Linked DNA regions of Sus scrofa: region 2 is linked to region 1. A link is a contact called in public Hi-C data. All regions are on one chromosome and are shown on one strand. Each heading gives the region's core, a stretch centred on a gene start, on an enhancer-like site or on the middle of the called end of the contact. The rest is flanking DNA. Distances are from core to core; before and after follow the strand shown.

Region 1 (5,787 bases), core at 2,175-4,674:
GTCTGGCGAGCGGCACAGGAAGATGAGTGTGGCGAACAGGTCCTGCTCCAGCTGCAGCTCGCCCAGCTCGTGGTGGGCCAGGAAGACGTGGGTGCAGAGCCCGAGCACGTGGTCCACGTGGGGCAGCTGGTCATACCTGATGGAGTGAGCGATGCCAAGGGAGTACTCACGGACGAACTTGGCTACAACCGTCACCACAGACACATAGAGCCTGACGATGCTGGGGGGTGGGGGAGGTGTCAGCATCCCTGTCTCGGGAGAGGACGCCGGGGCCCCCGCTCCGCGCCCTGGGATCGGGGAGCCACTGCTGGCCACTCACAGCCCCCAGGATCTGCTGTGGGGGCTTTGGCGTTCTTGCAAGGGGGCACCTCTGGGGCATGCGTGTTACCCTGCAGGTGGGAATGAGGGATGGGACCGTGGGCGTGTCCCTTTCTGCCAGGGGTTTGTGTGACAGTGACCCACCATCTAGGTGTTTCTCGGGCTGATGGAAAAGAGGTTTGTCTCCCCTCCCCCGTCCCCCAGGGACAGTCCTGGGGAGCAGGAGCCAGAAGGGGCCAGAAGGGTCTGAAGAGCCCAGGGCATGAGGCAGGCTCGTAGGGCAGGAAAGATCCTTACCTGTATCCGGCTCTGGGGGCTGACTTTGTCGTTAAAGATGACCAGCTCCAGGTTTCGGCCACAGCCCCGGCTTTGGTCACAGTCTGGCCGCCACTCCTGGACCACCTACCACTCTGCTGCCGGGCCCTCGGCCCCAGTGGCATTGCGGAAGAAGGCCAGCCTGTCCACATCCCGCGGCCTGTGCGAGTGGGCTGTGTGGGAGAGGGGACGTGGGCAGCAGGCCCCAGGAGAGGCAGTGTCAGGCCCTGGGGACATCTGCAGGCCCGGGAAAGCCCAGGGTCACCCAAGGCGACTATGTCAGGGGATGGGTAGGCCTGTGACGGGTGTTTAGGGATGCTCTCTTGTCACCTGGCTCCCAGGAGAAGGAAGAGGCCCCTGGACAGGCAGCCAGCCCTGGGTGCTGAGCTCTCGGGCTCAACACCCATGACCGACCTCAGGGTGCCAGGCTGTCCCTCACCCCCAGCTGCAGGGAGACTGAGGCCTTCTCACCGTCCACCCCAGTGGGCCGGCCTCTAGCAGGAGGGAGAACCTGCAGGCCAGCCCATGCAGCGAGGGTCCCCACTGGTCCCCGAGGCCCTTGGCTGAGCCTGCCTCCCCTGGGACAGGTGTGGGGGGGCAGTTAGGTCAAGAGGACCCCTCCCACCCCACCTCCCAGCCCAGCCCAGGTCGAGGGAACCTGCCCACCCCCTCAGATGCCCACACGCGTTTCCAGCTGTGTCCCTTCACCTTTCTGTGCCACCAGAAATGGGGGCAATAGATGTGTTTTAAAGAAGCAGCACAAACAGGACAAAATCATTTGTTTGGAAAACACAGACAGGCCGGCCAATCACCTCGGCAAACGCTCCCCACCTCCCTGCTGCGGATGTTTTTTGACTCCAAGTGCTGCGTCAGTGGGGGGCTGGCGATGCCCCAGGAAACCTCTAGTGCTCCCCACCCCCGTAGGCAGCAGCCTGGCCCCGCCCCCCAACGCACCCCTTCCCCCACCTCTGTCTGGTGTCCCCGCCTCCCCAGCCAGCCCGCAGGAGCTCCTCCCACGCATGGGCCAGTGTCTGGGGTCCCCGCAGGGCTCAGCCTCTCCCCTGCTGCACTAGTGCACCCCCTAAAAGCTCTGGGGCCCCCTCAGGAGCACATCAGCAGCCCTAGCAGCCCCTCCCCCGTCCCTGTCGGCTTTGAATTCACTGCGCGATGCTCTGCCCAGAACCTCTGTTCAGACTGTTCCCTGGGCATCGACATTCAGCAGTTTTGTTTACTTGTTTGTTCTTTAACAAAAGGTTGTTTTGGTTAGAGCTTCAGCAAAAACACACGCTGCCTTCTGCCTCCTCTCCACTCAGGATTCAGTAAATTAGTTGTTTTCCAGCCGGCTTCAAGTCCTTGCCTCAAATGAGCCTCCAACAAGATAATGCGTTTAAAAGCCCTTGGAAAAGTACCAGGCCCCACGCACTTGCGAGACGTCATCGGGGGTGGGGGTGGGAGGGCTGCTCTGCCCCACACCCCACCCGGGAGCAGCGGGAAGCTCCGGCGCGAGGGCAGGGTGCTTGCTCAGGGCCCAGGGCTGGGGGGTGGGTGAGGTGGGGGTGGGGTGGGGGCGGGGGGCTGCCCGATGCCCTGTCACTGCCGGGCAGGCCCCCAAAGCCCGGGCCTGCCCTCCCCTCCGTCCTCCCTGCAGCACCATCTGGGGCCGGGGTCCAGGAAGCCTGCGCTCCCACAAGGGGCAGTCGTGTTCTTGCCAACAGCCAAGCGGTGGGCTCTTTTCTCCTCGGCCCCCTCTGTGGTCCTGAGAGCTTTGTGGCCGAGTCCAGGGAGCAATCTTGAGTCAGGAGAAAAAGTCAAAAAGGAAAACCCCAAATTAAAAAGCTCAGGAGCCTTGTTCACACGCACCTACATGCAGCGCCACTGGAACGCCAGGGGGCTCCGATGGGAAACTGGCGGCCCGCTGGCTGCGCGAGAAACGCGGGGACCCCTTCCCCTCCCCCAACCAACTGAGAAAGTTTCCTCGACTCCGCAGCCACAGGGTCTTTTCCGGGCCGGCCTCTCCCTTTCTTCTGAGGGGTTGGGGGAATTTCTGCGGCCTCTACCTGCGTGCTTGGTCCGGGGCTGGGACGGCCTAAAGCCAGCTTCCTCATTCAACACTCTTGATTAAGTGCCACCTGTATGCACCCCCTGAGAAGCTCACTCCTCTGCGGGGGGCCGGGGGCGGGGGCAACCTCCCCAGCCTGCAGCCGGCTCCACGCAGCTTCCAGGACCAGAGCAGCCCTGTGGGAGACTGGACGGTGGCAGGGGGTGGTGGCTGGGCTGCAGGAGGCACACATGCCCCAAGGGGCCCCCAGGTCCACCTCACTCACTCACTGTCTTGTACCCGCCAGGGGGTGTCCGTGACTCCTAGAAGAGCTAGCATTTGGTCAGCAGTGGACCTCGACCAGGCAACCTCTCTTATTCCCACCCAGGGCTGCAGAAGCGTGGGGCGGGGGGGGGGGGGCAGGCAAAACATTCAAGCCCAGGTGGCCCCTGTCCCCTCTGACCTTCAGCAGCTCTCCCCAGAGCGCAGGTGCAGCAGGTGAGCCTCAGGCCTGTGGGTGCCAGTCCTTGGAGACAGGAGGTGAGTCAAGAGAAGTTCAAGGCTGCAAGTGGCCAGAGAGATGCAGCCAGGGCACAGAGGCTTGTCAATAGCCAAACACCCCCAGGCTCTGGGTCTGGGGCTCCCCATCTGTCAGGTGGATGATCCTGAACCCTTTGGCCTCCTGTGACCTGCAAGGCCAGACGCTGTGCTGCGCACAGGCTCAAGGGCGCCAGAACTGGGTTCAGACTCCAACTCTGCCTATTCTGTTGCTGTGAGACCTGAAGCCAGTGAGCCAGGCCCCTTATCTGTGTCACGGGGACACGGCACACCTGCGGAAGTGCCACCTGAGCAGGAGAAAGCCCACGCCCCCGCCCTGCCAGGTAGACCTGGGCAAACCCACAGGGCTTGCTCCTGGCCTGGCGGAGCACTTGGGCCAGCAGGTCCCGCGCCTCCTCGTCTGGGCGACACCCTGTGCGTTGCCAGCTGCTTCCACATTCCTGACCAGCGACACACTCCTAAGGACGGGAGGGGGGCAAGAGACACAGATTCTGAGAGGCAGACAAGCCCGGCTGTAGGGCTCCCTGCTCAGATGGGCTGAATGTCCCCCATTTTCACCTGGGGTTGCTCTGTCCCTGAAGCCAGAGGAAAGGGCGACAGAGGAGATCCTGCCACCGGGGAGCCTGGAACCAGGCTGGGCCTGCCCTCTGCCTGCTGTGCGCCCTTCCCCCATCCGAGCCTCACTGGGCCCTGGAATTGCACCTGTGCTGGCGCACGTGGCTCCCACCGGCCCGCGCACACCTGAGCATCCTTGAAGGGCCCAAGGGGCGGGTACCAGGCCCATCATCCCTCCCCTCCTCCGCCCAGAGGCTGCTGGGAAAACGCCGGAGGTGGGCGCTCAGCACGGGAGGGACAGTGGACACAGCCAGCTAGTGCCTCCTCTGCACCTGCCCCCCGACGAGCCCTGGTCTCCTCATCTGAAGGCTGGGAGCAGCAGGTGCTCCGAAATCAGGGTTTCCCGGCACTGGCAACAGGAGTGGCTTGGCCGCCTTCCGCGAGGCGCTGGATGGCCGCGGTGGAGGGCCCACGGTGGAGCCGCCCAGAGCAAAGGACCGAGCACAGGGCTCAAGGACCCCGCACTCCGTCTGGCCAACCGTCCAGGGAACCATCTGGAGGAGGTTCTGAGTGCAGGGCACGGGCGCTCCACGGCCCCCCTCGCTTCTAAAGGACTTTTGTGTGTGGGAGAGAGTCGGCAGCGAGCAAGCTAATGCCCTTTGGGTCAGAAGGGCCTGGCGAGCCTCCTGGGCCCCCGAGAAGGACGCTGTTTCCTCTTGCGGATGGAAGACAAGGCAGTCCCGTTTCCTCCCGGGCTCTGGTAAGGAAAGTGCTATAAATAAACAGCCCACAGATGACAGTTCTGGGGGGGGGCTCGGGAGAGGGCCAGTCGGGGCAGTGACAGCTGAGCCAAGATTGCGAGGATGAGTGAGCATTAAATGATGCATAAGATGGAGGAAATCATTTCAGGTGTGGGGGGGGGGACTGCGTGTGCAAAGGCCCTGGGGTGGAAGAGGCGACGAGACGCTGGAGAAGCAGAAAGGAGGCCTGTGCGGCTGGAAAGGAGGGAGGGGTGTGGGGACAAGGGTGGGGCGAGGGGGGTGTGATGGGCAGGGCGTTTCGGCCACAGGTGGCAGCTGAGGTTTTATTCTAAAAGCAGTGGGAACCAGGGAGTTTCTGTCATGACTCAGCGCTAAGGAACCCGACTAGGAACCATGAGGTTGCGGGTTTGATCCCTGGCCTTGCTCAGTGGGTTAAGGACCCAGCGTTTCTGTGACCTGTGGGGTAGGCTGCAGACACAGCTCGGATCCAGCATTGCTGTGGCTGGGGCGTAGGCTGGCAGCTACAGCTCCCATTCGACCCCCAACAGAAAGTTCAGTCTTTCAGGCGCAGTGTGAGAAGGAAGTTCAGGGCTGCCCAGCACGTGGCATTCATGGTGATGGGGTGGGGGCGGGGAAAAAGCCTGTCTTTCACATCCCCTTGGGACTTGGGGTGACCTCCGTTCCAGCCACGACAGGAGTGGAGAAATTGGATTCACCCTCCCTCCTTCAACAGGCAAGACCACCAAATACACAGAAAACACGGGCTTTCTGACCCTAACAACAGCCAGCAGGATGGAATTATCCCAGAGGGCAAGGCAGCCAACACAGTGAGCCGTCCGGTTGCCCCCGCTGACGGCTCAGGAGCCCTCTCGGCTGCAGCACAGCCCGGCGGAGCCCAGTCAGAACCCAGGGGTCCCCAGGAGCTGTGGCGACAGAGCTGAGGATGCAGACGCTGCCAGGAGGAGACCTGGAGAGCAGAGCACTGCCCTGGGGGTGGGGGGAGATCCAGAGCCAGCAGAGGGTTCCCTGAGCCCCCGGTGGAGTCCTGCCGAGCACGTGCGTGTGAGTGTGAGCACTCAAGCCTCCCACGGCCAGGGGACCCCCTGTCCTCGGGGGCAGAGCGTGCAGCAAGTGCTCACGCAGAGCTGGATGGGGCCCCAGGGGCAGGGGCGGTCATCGGAGCCGGGACCTTAAACACCACCCTCCAGTCCACAGTGACCTCTGCGTGCGTGGGAGGCTCGT
Region 2 (5,583 bases), core at 2,816-5,315, 90 kb after region 1:
ATGAGGAGCTTAGGCACAAAATGAGGAGCTTAGGCCTGCTGGTGGGAGCCAGAGGATCCCAGCATGGCCTGAGAAATGAGCCAAATGCTTGTGTACTGCACCCAGAGCGCTTTGCGGGGGCTGGGGGAGGGCGCGGACGCCAAATTCTCAGCAGGGTTGAGCCTTTCCGGCTGATTGCCACAGCGAGGAGTGGGGAGCACTTGAGACTCCCTGAATTCATTTCTACCCAAAGGAAAGTTTGAAAAGCTCTCCATCTCCAAAAGTAATCTTTTCCAATGATTGTCCAAAAACTAAGCTCAAGAGGGCTGTGCCCACCCGCCTGGCAGAGCAGAACCCGTCTTCTACCTCATCCTGGAAAACATCTTGGTGTCGAAGGGACCCGTGACAATAGCCTGGCCATCCTTCGGAGAGCTCACACGAGTTCCGGCTCCCTTAGAGGGACCAGAGCAGGGCTTTGCACACAGTAGGTGCGCGGGAACAGCTCCCTAACGAGCGGTGTGCAGTGAGCTTCAGCATCAGGCTGGGTGAAAACCCACCTCTTTCAGAAAACCACCAGATGCCCTCTCCCCGCGAGGGTACCACCGCTGCTTCTCTGCTCGGGGCCCACCGGCAGTCCGCTCTGTACCAGTTGGGGCATTTCACATCGAGCCACCCGCTGTGGGACGGCGGGTCGGTCACTTCTCCATTGCCTCCATCTCCCCACGATGCCTGGAAGGGGGTCTTGGTCCCCGAAGTGACAGTGTGTGATTGCTAAATAACCAATTTCATTTTAAATTTCCCAGACAGCTCAGGGAAGGGAAGCAAAGAGCCCCGATATCATTAATAGACAGACTTGACTAATTTCTTCGCTTCAGCCAGCAAGCTGCAGAGCCCTGGGCCAGTTACAAAGGCTCCGTCGCCGCCGGCCACTGGCTCCCTCGCATGGAGCTGTTTGCTCGTGTCCTGAAACCGCTACCCAAACATTCCTTCCTGCCGCTGAGCCAATGGCACTTTCAAACGCTTCCGAGACAGAAGCAGAGTCAGAGGAGCACGCGGCCCCCTCCAGGGCCCCGGATGGACACAGCATCCGACTCGAAAAGAACCTGGGGGGCGTGGAGTTCCAATCCCACCCAGCTCGAGAGTCCCACGCAAAACATCCCCAACACGTGGTCATCTGTCCTTTGAGGGGACGCCGCCAGTGACAGCCGCTCCAGCACAGCGGCCTGCCTGTCAGAAAAACGCTTCCTGGGGCTGAGCCAAACCCCACCCGTTGTAACTGCCTCCCAGGGGTTCTACTGTGGCCCCCTCGAGCCACATAAAATAAAATACATCCTCATGCCTCTTCCACAGGACAATCCTTTCAGGGCTGAAGGCAGGATTCTTCACAATTTATCCCAATCAGAACCTTAAGGAACTGGGAACGGCAGGTGCCGGCGCAGCTGGTGGAGGAGCCCCCCCCCCCACCCGGCGGGGCCACAGGAGATCGGGGTCCACGCTTTGTTTACCGCAGACCCACAGAGCCCCTGGCTCCTCCGCCCGCTCACAACCCGAGGGCGTCCACCCCCACGTGCTCCTTTTTGGAATTCCCTGAGCAGCCAGCGCTTCGAAAGTCACGCCCGGGATGCGTTTTAAAGAGCGTTTTCTGCACAGAGCCGCGCGCGTGCGGCCATGGCACTAAGTGCAAGATGGGACAGTGTTTCAGCGCAGTCCTCCTGCCCCCGGAGCCTGCGTCCAACGTCCAGCGTACACCAGGATGTATCTGTAACTATACATGACCGGGCTCTAAACACAGTGCTTTATTAAATGTTCATTTGCTGATGAGCATGCATCCTGCAAAGCAAGTGCCTTACTAATGCAGAATCTAGTCCAAAAATATGTATTATGTAATGCACATTTTTTTAATAATGCAGGCAATCGCGGTGTATCTGTATGAGCGGATCAGCTCTGGGCCGCCATCTCCGTCACAGCCGTAAAGCACTCCTGAAAAATGAAGTTCTTTCTTCCGTACCCTAAAGAATCAGGATCCCCCTCGTTGCTGACAGCTGGCATTTGTCTCCACTGAAAGGGCATTCAGCAGCACCCACATATTCCTGCTATTTCCCGATGAGCCCTAAAAATCACTTGAATGATGTCTTTATGCTCCACACACTGTCGGTGGAGCTGTGCCATTGAAAGAAACACAGGATCCGTGAGAGCAGAACCATTACACACGCACCCCCTCGGCTGAGGCTAAGAGATCAGGATTTGAGACCTACTGCTCTGAAGGTCCTGGGTCCCGCAGTAAGAGCCAGGCAATGACTGTAGCCATCCAGGCACTTGTGCTAATAAAACCCTCTCCGTCTCTCTAGAAAATGTTAAGGAGGGAGAAACAACTAGAAATCAGGCATTTGTGCATTTAAGAGGTTTGCCAAATCAATGCCACTTTATTAGACCAATCAGCATTTTAATGCTACGAACTAACTCGAAGAATACAAGATGCAAGACAGACACAGCCAAGAAGCCAGGTCAGGAACATTCCAGACCATCCACGGCCAGGACACAGAAACAAAACCTCAGCCCATCAAAAACAGCTGCGAGAACCTTAATAAGGTCTTAACTCTGGGCTTGACAGCTTTAAGGCAGGCCTGGTGCTGAAAGGCCTGCGGGCGAGTCCCGCCATGCTGAGGAACAGCTGTGGGTGCAGGATGCGTTGGGCACCAGGAAGCAGCCCCAGGAAGGGACGCCTGGGGGCCCACCCCAGAAGGGAACGCAGAACGGTAAAACATCATGCTTCTCCAAGTGCCCCCACCTTGAATCAACAGACAAGAAAACCCAAACCTACCTGTCCCACCTGTGAAGCCTCGTTGATACCTCCATGGATTCCAGGAAGATGGTTTCACCTGGGGACTTGTCACCAAAAGGGACACGCCGCATTTTAACCAGGAGAGCATGCACGACCCAGAACAGCTGGAATCCCCACACTGCCTGAGCTCCATCCTTTCCTGCACACGGACCCTCCAGGGATCCCCCCTGCAGGACACAGAGCTCACTTGCTTGTCCAGGGCTGAGAAAGAGGTTACCAGCTTCCTTAGGGGTTCAACACGTGATCTGGGGGTGCCTAGCTGTCCCCTAACCCTAATGCCCAGGTCGATCCAATAATATTCTCCCGTAGAATGCAGGCGGGATTAACGGCCATGGTGGGTAAGGAGGGAGACGGGTTTCATGCTCTCATTAATCGCACATACATCCTAAATAGCCTCTCCTTTCTCTTCTTCCCACTCTACCTCTGGCACTTAGAACAGAGCTTGGCATGTCCTAGGTACTCAATATTTGTTGAACGAACTAAACTCGCTGAAAATCTTTATGGAAAGAGCTTTGAGCCGACAGCGAGGTCTCCTTGATAGCGGATCACCCTGGAGCGCCCCCAAGGGGCGGAAAATTGCGTGCACCCACAGAAAGACTCCCCTTAACTAGCGGTTCTAGCTAGCTGAGTCCTTCAGCACGAGTTCCCGGCTAGAGCTCCAGGTGGTCCACCAATGGGTTTGGGGGTCACCACCCACCTCCGTAGGGCCCCTTCTAAAGGAAGGCGCTTTTTACCCCTGAGGCAATGAGCCGCTTGGGACCGCCGGGGGCGGGGGGGGGGGTGGTTTTTTCCGGAACCTTCTCAGGTTACAGTCACTATACCAGATCTGCCAAAGGTGGTTTCACGATTAACGATTGCCTGGGGTTACCATCTTTAAACTATTAAGCCCTTGGAAAAAGCCCGGAACCGCATCTTTAATACAGACGCTCGTTCCTCCTGAATATCTGCAGTTGCGCCATCTGCTTTTTTGCCGCTTTGGGCTTGGATCATTTCATCAAGAACCCAGGAGAAGCTGGGGAGGGGTCTGGAGCCCACGGAGAACCCCGGCCCAGCTGCGCAAGTACTCTAACCTGTGGCTAGCTCACGCGCTCCTGAGCTCCTTGGCCCCTGCCAGGCCCCCCGCCCCTCGCACGGCCCAGATCCTCTCATACAAGGTTCCCTCCTGCCACCTGCCGGCCCACGAGAGTCTGCGCCTCAGCCTCGGCGCCGCCGCGCAGCTCGCGGGAGACGCCCCCGCCTCCTTACTGCACATGCCCGGCTGAAGTCCGGGCGCGCAACTTTGCAGAACCTCTCCGCCCGACACTCCTCGCCTCAGTCTCCTCTTTCCTCTCCCAGGCGAGAGGACCAGCGGAGGCACCTCTCCTGAGTCTTAGGCTGCGGAGTCTAAGACTGAGAGAGAGGAGCCCCGGAGGAGACTGACTTTTTCTTCCCTTCTCCCATCCCTCCTTTTTGCTCAGAGGCCAGCAGAGGCGCGGAGCTTTAGAAAGTTGAGAGGTTAGGAAGGTAGGGGCTTCCTTTTTTTCTCCTCCCGCCGAGGTGGGGCTGGGACCTCCGGACCCGGCTTCTTACCTCGCAAGGAGCACCTTTGTCGGCTCCAGCAGCCGACGCGCTTCGGAGCTGCTCTCTGCAGAGCCAGAGGGTGGGTCGGCTTCGCCGTGTGTGCGTGAGAATGGATCGCAGGTCCCGAGCTCAGCAGGGGCGCCGAGCTCGCCACACTTACAGCGATCTGTGCCCACCCATAGGCCGCCGGGCAGCCACCGCGCTCCTCTGGCTCTCCTGCTCCATCGCGCTCCTCCGCGCCCTTGCCACCTCCAGCGCCCGCGCCCAGCAGCGCGCGGCTGCCCAGCGCCGGAGCTTCCTTAACGCCCATCATCGCTCCGCCGCCCCGGTATTCCCCCAGCCCCCTGAATCCGACCAGGAGCAGGAGGAGGCAGACCTCGAACTCTCCCTCCCCGAGTGCCTAGAGTACGAGGAAGAGTTCGACTACGAGTCTGAGACCGAGACCGAGTCCGAAATCGAGTCCGAGACCGACTCCGAGACCGAGCCTGAGACCGCCCCCACCACTGAGCCCGAGACCGAGCCCGAGACCGAGCCCGAGGACGAGCGTGGCCCCGTGCTGCCCAAGCGCCCCAGCTTCGCCCAATCTCTCACCGAGCGTCTCAACGCTCTGAGGTTGCAGAGCCCCGACGCCTCCCCGAGTCGTGCGCAGCCCAGCACTCAGGAGTCTGAGAGCCCCCGGGAAGGGGAGGAGCCCAAGCCTGAGCCCGAGGACAAGGATCCGAGGGGCCCCGAAGAGTCTGAGGAGCCAAAGGCAGAGGAGAAGAAGCAGCAGCGCCGCTGCAAGCCAAAGAAGCCCACCCGCCGCGACCCGTCCCCGGAGTCCCCTTCCAAGAGGGGACCCATCCCCATCCGGCGTCACTAATGGAGGACGCGCCCCAGATTCTCCTTGTTTTCTTTGACCCAGGTTGGTTGCCCACGGCTAAACTGGGGAGTCTGGGGTCGGTGCGGGAGCGGGAACGGCGGGAAGGAGGGAGGGAGAAGGAAAGGCAGGTTGGAAGGAAGGTGGGAAGAGAGTGGGCTCAGCTAGCCAGCCCGGGAGGCTGGGGGCCGGGGTGAGTTGGGAAGGGCTCCCCAAATCTCCCCCAGGGCGCCGGCAGGCGCCCAGGTGGCCCAAGGCTTGTCGGACCGCGGGGCGCGCTCCTTGCGCCCCGCTGGAGACAGCCTGAGGTCTCCGAGCTGGTGTCCAAGACGCGCGACTGGAC

The links. Hi-C and Micro-C count contacts between places; a contact is called where the count stands out from the background.
Region 2: a Hi-C map of fetal liver shows a contact between it and region 1, with 1.6 times the contacts expected there. The contact joins the promoter of GNAS here to the enhancer-like site in region 1. A contact is called at or near these places in 1 of 5 promoter capture datasets (fetal skeletal muscle), 3 of 47 Hi-C or Micro-C datasets (embryonic fibroblasts and fetal liver) and 1 of 2 datasets of contacts at active chromatin or transcription factors (skeletal muscle).

The regions. Positions count from the first base shown.
Region 1 is chr17:58,892,532-58,898,318 of Sscrofa11.1, forward strand. No RefSeq gene overlaps it. Among named protein-coding and RNA genes, the nearest start is that of NPEPL1, 20 kb to the left of the region's middle. Within about 2 kb of position 3,425, at least 23 of the 83 cell types and tissues checked have an H3K27ac peak or open chromatin away from gene starts, as enhancers often do. A contact at or near this core is called in fetal liver and fetal skeletal muscle, where this site is marked.
Region 2 is chr17:58,981,515-58,987,097 of Sscrofa11.1, forward strand. GNAS (GNAS complex locus) reads left to right here and starts at 4,066. Exons shown (of 13, transcript NM_001130215.2): 1 at 4,066-5,285. The coding sequence starts at 4,491. The coding sequence ends at 5,243.